Regions from separate parts of the Mus musculus genome. Here region 1 is linked to region 2. A link is a contact called in public promoter capture Hi-C data. All regions are on one chromosome and are shown on one strand. The core of a region is the stretch at or near the end of the contact, and the rest is flanking DNA. Distances in the headings are between cores, read along the strand shown.

Region 1 (4,875 bases), core at 2,124-4,623, 4.3 Mb before region 2:
TCTGTTCACATGACTGCAAAAGAACAGAAGGACTTTAAAAGTCATACATATTTATCAAGTGGACACAACAAGAATGCTGAGTATTTTAAAAACAAAACAATAATAACAAGAAGTTTACTCTCTCCCTACTAAAAAAAAAAGAGAGAGACCAAACAATTTTTGATATATCTCATTTTATTGTTTTGTTTTCCTCTCTTCTAAACAGATCCCTGAATTTGGTTCACAATGGCTTAGCTGTACCTGCAATTCCTACATCAGAGTATCTGGCTTGCTTCTTAGCCGTGGCGTTCCTACCCCCTTAGTCCTCTCTAAGACTTTAGAAGAACTTCTCAGCTTGTGGAACCCAAGCATGAGTGGTGGCATAATTTCTCCCTCCTCAAAAACAAAAACAAAACAAAACAAAAGTCTGGAAACAGTCAAAGGGACATCATAGGGGACAAAAGGACTTCACAGATTCCTCTAACTTTGGGGTTGTGAGTTAGAGAGGTTAAATACAATCTAAGGGTTCTTATAAAAAGACAAGAATTGGGGTTATGGAAAGAGATATGGCCTGGAAGCACATGTTGAAGCCATTTGGGATCACCAGTCAAAGAATATAGCAACTTTGGAAGCTATGAGAGACAATGCAAGGAATTTTCCCAAGACACCACTGACATCACCTCGCCCCGCCCCTGCCCTATTCCCACCCATGCCTCCACATAGATGCAGCTCTGCAGACCCCTTTGGGACATCTAACCTTCAGAACACTAAGAAAATAAATTTGTATTATAGGGAGTGGAGAAATCCCTGAGTGAATATTTATTGTTGACATTGACAAAGCCATGGCAAGGGCTCCAAAGACCCCATTAAGATCCATGAAAGAATGGCAAAAATCTTCCACCTAGGGTGAGGTTCAGAAGCAAGGCAAAGTCTTCCTCTAATTCAGTCCTGGATGTTGACAGTGTGGCAGAAAGTGTCCACTGTATCTTTCTCCCTCTGAACGTTACTACCTGAAGACCTACAGAGACTACTACTAAAATGAGCTAAACCTGTCTCCTTATCCAGCTGTATACTGTAAACCTGCCTGCTTGTTCAACTATATGCAATGACCCCACCTTTCTGTTCAACTCTAAATACTAAATATGCTGAGCTTGGCCTAGTGCCTGTAGTTTCTTTAGTGGAGAGCCCAGACTAGTGGATCTGGACCTCTTTGAGGGTTGGAACTACTCTTTCACAGCAGTCACCTAAGACCATCAGAAAACAGATATTTGTAATTCGTAAGAGTAGCAAAATTACAGTCATAAAGTAGCAACCAAAATAACTTTATAGTTGGGGGGGGGTCACCACAGCATGAGAAACTATTAAAGGGTTACAACATTAGGAAAGTTGAGAACTACTGGCCCAGCCCATCTGATCCCAGCTTTTTTATCTGTATGTCTGTCTTTTTCTTCGTGTTCTTACTGCCCTAGTCAGGTCCATCCCTGGATGCTATGCACAGACACTGCGTTGTATTGTTTATATCTCTACACGTATGGCTGGTGTAACAGTAATAGAAACCATTTACAGAAGCACTGAAGCTCCATGAGCCCCAGAGCTCCACACTTGACTCAGAGGAAGACTGATAAGAGCTGAAAAAGATTCAGATCTGTTGCTCTCTTCTGAAACATGGTTGTACTTTGATTTTAAATATCCTACAATTTTCTATCAATTTCCCCATGTCCAAGACTCTGTATATGTTTTGGCTGTACATTTAGCCTTCTACTTGTATTTAGGATAGAATAAAAAACTGATGCTTACTACAAAATGCTGTGTTTTAGATCCCTTTCGAGTGCTGGAAGCTTGGTGCCAGGTGTAGCGGTGAAAGCCTTTAAAAATCAGAAATGCTATTGTTCTTGAGAGAAACCAGTTTCACTCATGAAGAAGCTATCATAAGAAGAAGCCTGGCGCGTGCACCCCTGCTGCTTCCGTCTCACCTCGGAACTGCCCCCTCTCTTTCCATGTGCTTCCCTCAAGATGCTGGAATGTAGCAGGGGGGCTGCCCTTGTTAGATTGAAATAGATGTGGCTACTCAGTTTCAGAGTTCCAGCTGCTAAAACTGTGAACTTTGTACATTGTTTAACTGTTGGTATTTTGTTACAACAATAGAAACTAGATTAACACATTTGCCAACATTAAAGGTTTATGATCTATCTGGGCATGATAGTATGTACCTGCAATTCCAATACCAATGAGGCTGGAATCAGAGGGAGACTGAGGACAGCCTGGCTTATAGGGTGAGTTTAGACTAACCTTGACTATATAGCATGCCCTGTCTCAAAAGCAGAGTAATTACAAAAATCCTTATGTTTTTAGATATACAAATTTGACACTTTCCCTGCTTTCTTTTGCTTTTTTGGTCACCCATTCTAAGAACTTATAGCGATGTGAATGCTAATGACTTTAAACTTTTAAATACATGTTTCACTGATTTTAAAATTCCTCCAGTTTCTAAATGTGTTGGTAATTTCAGCACTCAAAAAGGCAGAGACAAGAAAATTCAGAGTTCTAAGGTGTCCTGGGCTACATAGAAAGACCCTGTATCAAAAATGACCATGACAACCACCCCCCCACACACACACACCTTCCACTGTCCAAAACTAGTAGATTTTTGTTCTTAGTTTTAGATTTGTTTATTACTAACATTAGAACTTTTAAAAAGAAAAATTTAGACGAATTAACTATCGTATATTTGAACCCTGAATAATTTATGTATGAATTGGTAGCATGCAGAACTTGAAGCAGTTTAGAGAACGCTGGGGTGTGGGAGGAGAACTTTTTCTCCTTCTCCCATGGGAACTCTTACTTTATTTTTATCTGACATCTTTACTTAGTGAATTTTTGAGTATTTGAGGTGCCAAGAATTTATGAAACTCGGGCTATATAGAACCCCACCCCATTCAACTTGAATGAGAATTCTACAGTATGCCGCAGAATCCTATTTCGGAGAGTAGTACCCAGCAAAATAGGAACCCATCTCTACGGCTTGTCAGAGTCAGGGAAAACCAACCGTTGGTTTTTGTCTAGTCTCAAATTCGCGTTTAGAAAGACCCCTTGCTCTTCCATCCTGAGCGATAGCGCCTTCCTGGGGCAACTGATTAATGGTTAATGACCTACAGGATCCTAATGGAGACCCATTTTAATCCCCAAACAAGGGGACGGGATTAACCCGGTCATTGTTCAAGGAAAGGACGCAGTTTCGAGAAGGTAGTTAGTTCTATGTCGAGTTTTTTTTACACAGTGAAAAAAATAATTGATCATGATTTGACAACAAACTTCGGTTAAATAGCGCACTTTCACTATAAGTAATATTGGGTCATTTGGGTTGCCGTAGACACAAGCCAAGCGCTCATGCGCAGAAGCATAGTGGTCCTGCGTCGGCTCAGTCCCTGAAAGGACTGCGGTAGCGACACGCAGCCTAGCCATGAAGAGCCGGTTCAGCACGGTTGACCTCCGCGCAGTGCTCGCGGAACTGAATGCGAGGTATGGTGGTGGGAGTGGACAGGCTCGTTCACAGCAGAGGGAGCGGAGGCCGGGCACCGGGTGGTCGCGAGACGGAGAGCCTCACGGTCGTCCCGGTGCCTCGGGGATTCTCTAGGCCTGGGGGCCGAGCCCGGGGCCGGTGCCCCCGGGAGACACCCCCCCCCCCCCCCCCCCCGGGGACCGTGCCTGATGCTGCATCTCCCTGGCGCTGATTCCGAGAGGTCTTGCCGGGGTGGCCTGAGTCCCGCAGCGAGCGTTTGGTAGAACGGGAGTGATCGTCTTTGCTCCAGACTGGCGGCCTGGCTTCTTCAGAATTCCCGTCCTTCTTCCCAAAGAGAAGTAGCAGGGCCTTCCAGCTGAAATGGGCAGATTTGGACCTGTGTCCTGGACTTGTCGCCTATTCAGCTGTGTGAGCTTTGTCGCATTTTCGGGGACTCGGCTACTTCCTCCGCTCCGAATAAGTCATTTAGACTTAATTTTACTGTATTTACACCCCCCACCCCACCCCAGCACTAGTAGTCTGGTGTTACTGAGATCAACAGGCCACTTTTGTGCTTAAAAGTCTACATTTAATTTGAGGATACCTTTATAGGCGGTGGAGGTATCTTAGCGGAAGAGTTCCTTTTCCACAACACCAATAAATGATGGAAAGTTTTGCTTCAACCAAGAACAATGATTTGTTATATGTTTCTTTTTTTTTCAGCTTGCTAGGAATGAGAGTAAACAACGTTTATGATGTGGATAACAAGACATATCTTATTCGGCTTCAAAAGTAAGAATATTTTATAAGATTGTTTTTGGTAAATTATGATATATATATATATATATATATCCTGCATTTTAGGTTTTGTTTTTTTAAATTCAGAGAATAAGTTTTGGCAAATTCCCTAAAGAAAAATTTGGCTTTCTCTTGAACAGACCTGATTTTAAAGCTACACTGTTACTTGAGTCTGGTATACGTATTCATACAACAGAATTTGAGTGGCCTAAGAACATGATGCCGTCGAGTTTTGCCATGAAGGTAAATTTTAAGTTTGGAGCTAATTTTTAAAACTCCATTTATCTATCTATTTATCATGTATGTATGTATGTGTGTGTGTGTGTGTGTCTGTGTAGGTGGAAACAACAAACAGGTACAACTTGGGGCTCTCAAGTGAATGTCAGAAGACAACCTGGGGGGGAGTCAGTTTTGCTGTGAGATGAGGGGTCAGGGGTAAGATCCAACTTAAATCCCCAGACTTGATCCATGTGCCTTAATCTGCTGACCTGGAACTTGCTTCATTGTTGTTGTTGTTGTTGTTGTTGATCCATGTGCCTTAATCTGCTGACCTGGAACTTGCTTCATTGTTGTTGTTGTTGTTGTTGTTGTTTGTTGTT
Region 2 (4,298 bases), core at 1,108-3,607:
CTCTTAACGGCTGAGCCATCTCACCAGCTCCAAAAATACAACTTCTTAAGAGCCAGAAGCAATTCAAAGAATCTTAAAGGATAATTTTTAAGACCTGTAGCTTTGACATTTAAGTATTTAAGAATACTTAAATACTTAATTCTCCTTTTATTTCTCCTGTATAGAAATAAAATTCCAGGGGTGGGGAAGAAAGAAAAAGTAGACTCTTGTTTTGATAAGTTGGGAATATTGAAGTCAAAAATACATTCTCTCCTTTCTAGATTTCTCCCTTACTGATCCTGTACTCATCTCTGTTATTTCTATGCTTGTACTTTGGAACAACAGGAAAAATAGTGAAGAAATAGAGCAGACAGTGTTTATTAGATCTGGTCTAAATTCATGTGAAGTTGATCAATTCTTGGCCAGAGTCACAAGACATTATTTTCAAAATCAGAATGCAATTTATTGCTCTCATGGGTACTTATGTGGCTAACAGGATATTTTTCTTTTGTATATGTCATCTTGTAACTGACTGGCCTGAAACTCGATATGTATATTAGGCTGGCGTTGAGTTTACAGATCTGCTGTGTGTCTCTTTGAGTGTTAGGATTAAAGGTGTCCTGGGTCCATCTAAGATTCTTTAGTAGTCGTTATTTAGTAGTCATATTTAGTAGTGTGGATGGAGGCAGCATAACTTAATTTTCATTAGCTAGGATGAAAAAAATCTAGTAATACAATTATTGGTGCCAGTATAACTCAAATTTGTATGTGTGTGTCAGGGGGTATAATACCTTATTAATTTAATAGTAGTTTTCTGAGAATTGGAATGGCAGTCTTGCCGTAAGACTTTTAGTTTCCTAAGATGCTCTAAGTTATATGGCTTTCAGTTATAGCCTTGTGTTTAAATAGTATTCTCATCGTTTGGTTGACAGTGTCTTATAGATGTTGGCTACTGATAGTTTATCACTCTGATCTTTGAGAATGTTTCTGTCATCTTTTAAAAAGAACATAAATAACTATATGCATTTATTTTTAGGGTCCACCAAAATACACAAAATCTATTCTAAAAAAGGGAGATAAAACCAACTTTCCTAAAAAGGGGGATGTTGTTCACTGCTGGTATACAGGGACACTCCCAGATGGGACTGTTTTTGATACTAATATTCAAACAAGTAAGTGTTAACTTTTGTGCAGTAGACAGATGGCATTCTTTTTCTTTGCTTTTACTTTTCCCTGATGTCGTTTGTACCAAGATTTTCTTGGCAGTGTTCTACCATTCATAGGTTGCTGGCTGGCTAATCTTTGGCAAGCAAAGGATGAGGAACTTGCAAGCTTTGTCTGTTTTAGATCTTTTGAGATTGTTAGAGGTGCTCCAAGTGGAAGTGGTATCGTATCCTCTGTACTGCTGGTGGTATTTTTGTGGCCAGGATTGAGAGAGGTCAGTGCTCTCTGCCTGCTTTGCCAGTAGTCCACCCCTCAACTACTCAGCTCGAGGAGTGAGGAACTTGTTCCTATGAAAAAAAACATTAATGATATGCATATAATCACCTCTTAAAGGTTCCCCCAAACTGTCAACATTGGGGACCAAGCCTCAGTATCAAGTTAGTAAGGAAAAACAACATTCAGACCTAGCAGTGTTTCAGAATGCTTTAGGATTTTAATATAAAAGAGGAAATTAAAATGAGCTGGGTGTGGTGGCTCATAGCCTTAATCCCAGCACTCTGGAAACAAAAGGCAGAAATTCACTGCAAGTTCAGGGACTAAGTCATAAGTTCTATGCCAGCTACACAGTGAGCCTCTACCTCAGTGGAAGAAAGAAGGCAACAGAGCATGTTATTTAGTGGTTCTCTGCTTTCCTGTGTTACCGTTGAGGTGCAGCTATAGGTGTACATACATAAAAGTATCATAAAACATACATCAAACACGCTTTAAAATTATTTTGTAACTTGACTGTAGTTCTTAAGTGCCTGACATTACAGTTTAGAAGGTAATTAAAATCTGTTTTGCAGGTTCAAAGAAGAAGAAAAATGCCAAACCTTTAAGTTTTAAGGTCGGAGTAGGCAAGGTTATCAGAGGAGTAAGTAAAGATGGCAAATGAGTATATAGTTTTTCTAAATATGTGCCATTTGTGTTGTAAGGCTGTAAAGTTTGGACTGTGGGGAAGGGGAGCAGCTTGCCTACCATGTGAAAGGTCCTACCTAGGTTAGCTTCTAAATGCATCTCAGGTATTATTCTGTAGCTATGAAGAAACACCATGACCAAGACAACACTTTTGCATAGTTTCAGAAGCTTAGTTCATGAACCTCATAGCCAAGAGCATAGGGGCTGAAATAGTTAAAGATTTTACATCCTGATCAGCAGATACCAGGCAGGAAGTGGCCTAGGCTTCTGAAACCTCAGCGACCAACCTCCTCCAGCAACACACCTCCTCTAAACAAGGCCACTCTTTTTAAGTGATATTTTAAAGTTTTATGTACATTGATATATGTGTGAAGGTGTTGAATGCCCTGGAGCTCGAATTACAGTTGTTGTGAGCTGCCATGTGGCTGCTGGGAACTGAACCAAGATCCTTTGAGAGAGGAGTCAACTCAGCTCTTAACCACTGAGCCATCTCTTCAGCCCCCCTCCCCCCCCCCTTTTTTTTTTGGTTTTTCGAGACAGGGTTTCTTTGTGTAGCCCTGGCTGTCCTGAAACTCACTTTGTAGACCAGGCTGGCCCCGAACTCAGAAATACACCTATGTCTGCCTCCCACAAGAACATTTTTTAAAATCCAAGAATTAGGATTGGTGATACAGTAAAAATAATCTTTGAAGTCAGACAGATATCGTATTATCCTTGCTGGCTGATCTGGTACTAGTTTCCCATGTGTCATTTTCCTCATCTATAAAATAAGAATCCTGGGTCTGGCATGCTGGCTCATACCTAGCACTCTATAGGTAGATGTAGGTAAGTTCCGGTACTCCCAGGGCCACACAAAGACCCTGTCTGAAATAAGACAATTATTTAAAAATCCCAAAGGTGTAAGCTGAGTATAATTTAATATAATAGGGACTCATATACTTATGCCAATATATAGTACCTTATAGTTTTTCTTTGTAAGGTAATGTGTCTGAAAAAAGCCTTTCGCATTTAGGCTTTTTTAAAACATTACATAGCTTTTTTTGTCACATATAATAAAAACATCTATTCCACTGAAATACTTGTAGGAACAGGAATTATTTCTTCTTTCTAAAATCAGCATGCTTTTGTTTATACAAGCATATGGAATATAAAGTAAATCTTAAGGATGTTAGATTTAGGATTAACTATTATTACAATGTACTGAAGAAATTAGAAATTGGGCTGAAAATTTCCTCAAATTTTCATGTTAGAGACTACCCATTGTTCAAATTGTAGTTCCTCAAACATCCAAAAGGTTATTAACTAAAATGCTTATTTAGTGTAGCTTTAAAAATGACAGACTGAGTCAGGCATGGTGGCGCATGCCTTTAGTCCCAGCACTCAGGAGGCAGAGGCAGGCGGATTTCTGAGTTCTAGGCCAGCCTGGTCTACAAAGTGAGCTCCAGGACAGCCAGGGCTACACAGAGAAACCCTGTCTCAAAAAACAAAATAAAACAAAAAATATGACAGACTGCTTTCTATATGTCTAAGATTCCTGTGTAGAACCCAAAACCATGCAAAATACCAAGTCAAAGGTTTTAGGTGAGGATGTAGCTTGACTGACAAGTGCACGGCAAAAAGAAAGGCTGAATGGAGCCTTCAACAAGGAGTACAAGCCAGGGTTACATAGATACACCAGGGTCTGTCTCAAAACACTCAAATATTTTGTGTTTTATATATGCTGTGTATGGATATCCAGAAAGGTTAAAAGAGGGGGTTTTTCAGTCTGATGTGGGTTCTGAGAACTGAAGTCATCTCTAAGTCCCCATAACTTCTGAGCCATCTCTAGCCCCCAATAGAATTAAAAAAAGAGAGGTATATTTGTTGTTCTTTGATTACATGATTTATGAAAATTGCCATAACTTATTTTGCTTTTAGTGGGATGAAGCGCTCTTGACTATGAGTAAAGGAGAAAAGGCTCGACTGGAGATCGAACCAGAATGGGCCTACGGAAAGAAAGGACAGCCCGATGCCAAGTATCCTTTCCCTTTATAGCACACACCCTCCCCACCCCCACCAAGCCTTTTAACCTGAATTCTTGGATTCAAGATTCTTATGCCCACAAGTTGTCGGACCCCCGTTGGCATGTTGTGGGTATGTATGTGCTCACAGAAGCAATCCAACAAACCAAACAAACTCCTTTCCAGATAGTCTTCCTG

Evidence for each region. Promoter capture Hi-C pulls out the DNA fragments that hold promoters and counts their contacts.
Region 1: a promoter capture Hi-C map of pre-B cells shows a contact between it and region 2, with 6 times the contacts expected there. The contact joins the promoter of Nemf here to the enhancer-like site in region 2. A contact is called at or near these places in 7 of 39 promoter capture datasets (cranial neural crest, frontonasal cranial neural crest, hippocampal neurons and 4 more) and 3 of 484 Hi-C or Micro-C datasets (embryonic stem cells, stem cell-derived motor neurons and stem cell-derived neural stem cells).

What each region holds. Positions count from the first base shown.
Region 1 is chr12:69,355,674-69,360,548 of GRCm38.p6, reverse strand. Nemf (nuclear export mediator factor) reads left to right here and starts at 3,373. Exons shown (of 33, transcript NM_025441.3): 1 at 3,373-3,498; 2 at 4,202-4,270; 3 at 4,417-4,519. The coding sequence starts at 3,440.
Region 2 is chr12:65,063,495-65,067,792 of GRCm38.p6, reverse strand. Fkbp3 (FK506 binding protein 3) reads left to right here. Exons shown (of 7, transcript NM_013902.4): 4 at 1,016-1,151; 5 at 1,989-2,056; 6 at 4,018-4,115. Among named protein-coding and RNA genes, the nearest start is that of Fkbp3, 8.3 kb to the left of the region's middle. Within about 2 kb of position 2,357, at least 63 of the 459 cell types and tissues checked have an H3K27ac peak or open chromatin away from gene starts, as enhancers often do. A contact at or near this core is called in pre-B cells, where this site is marked.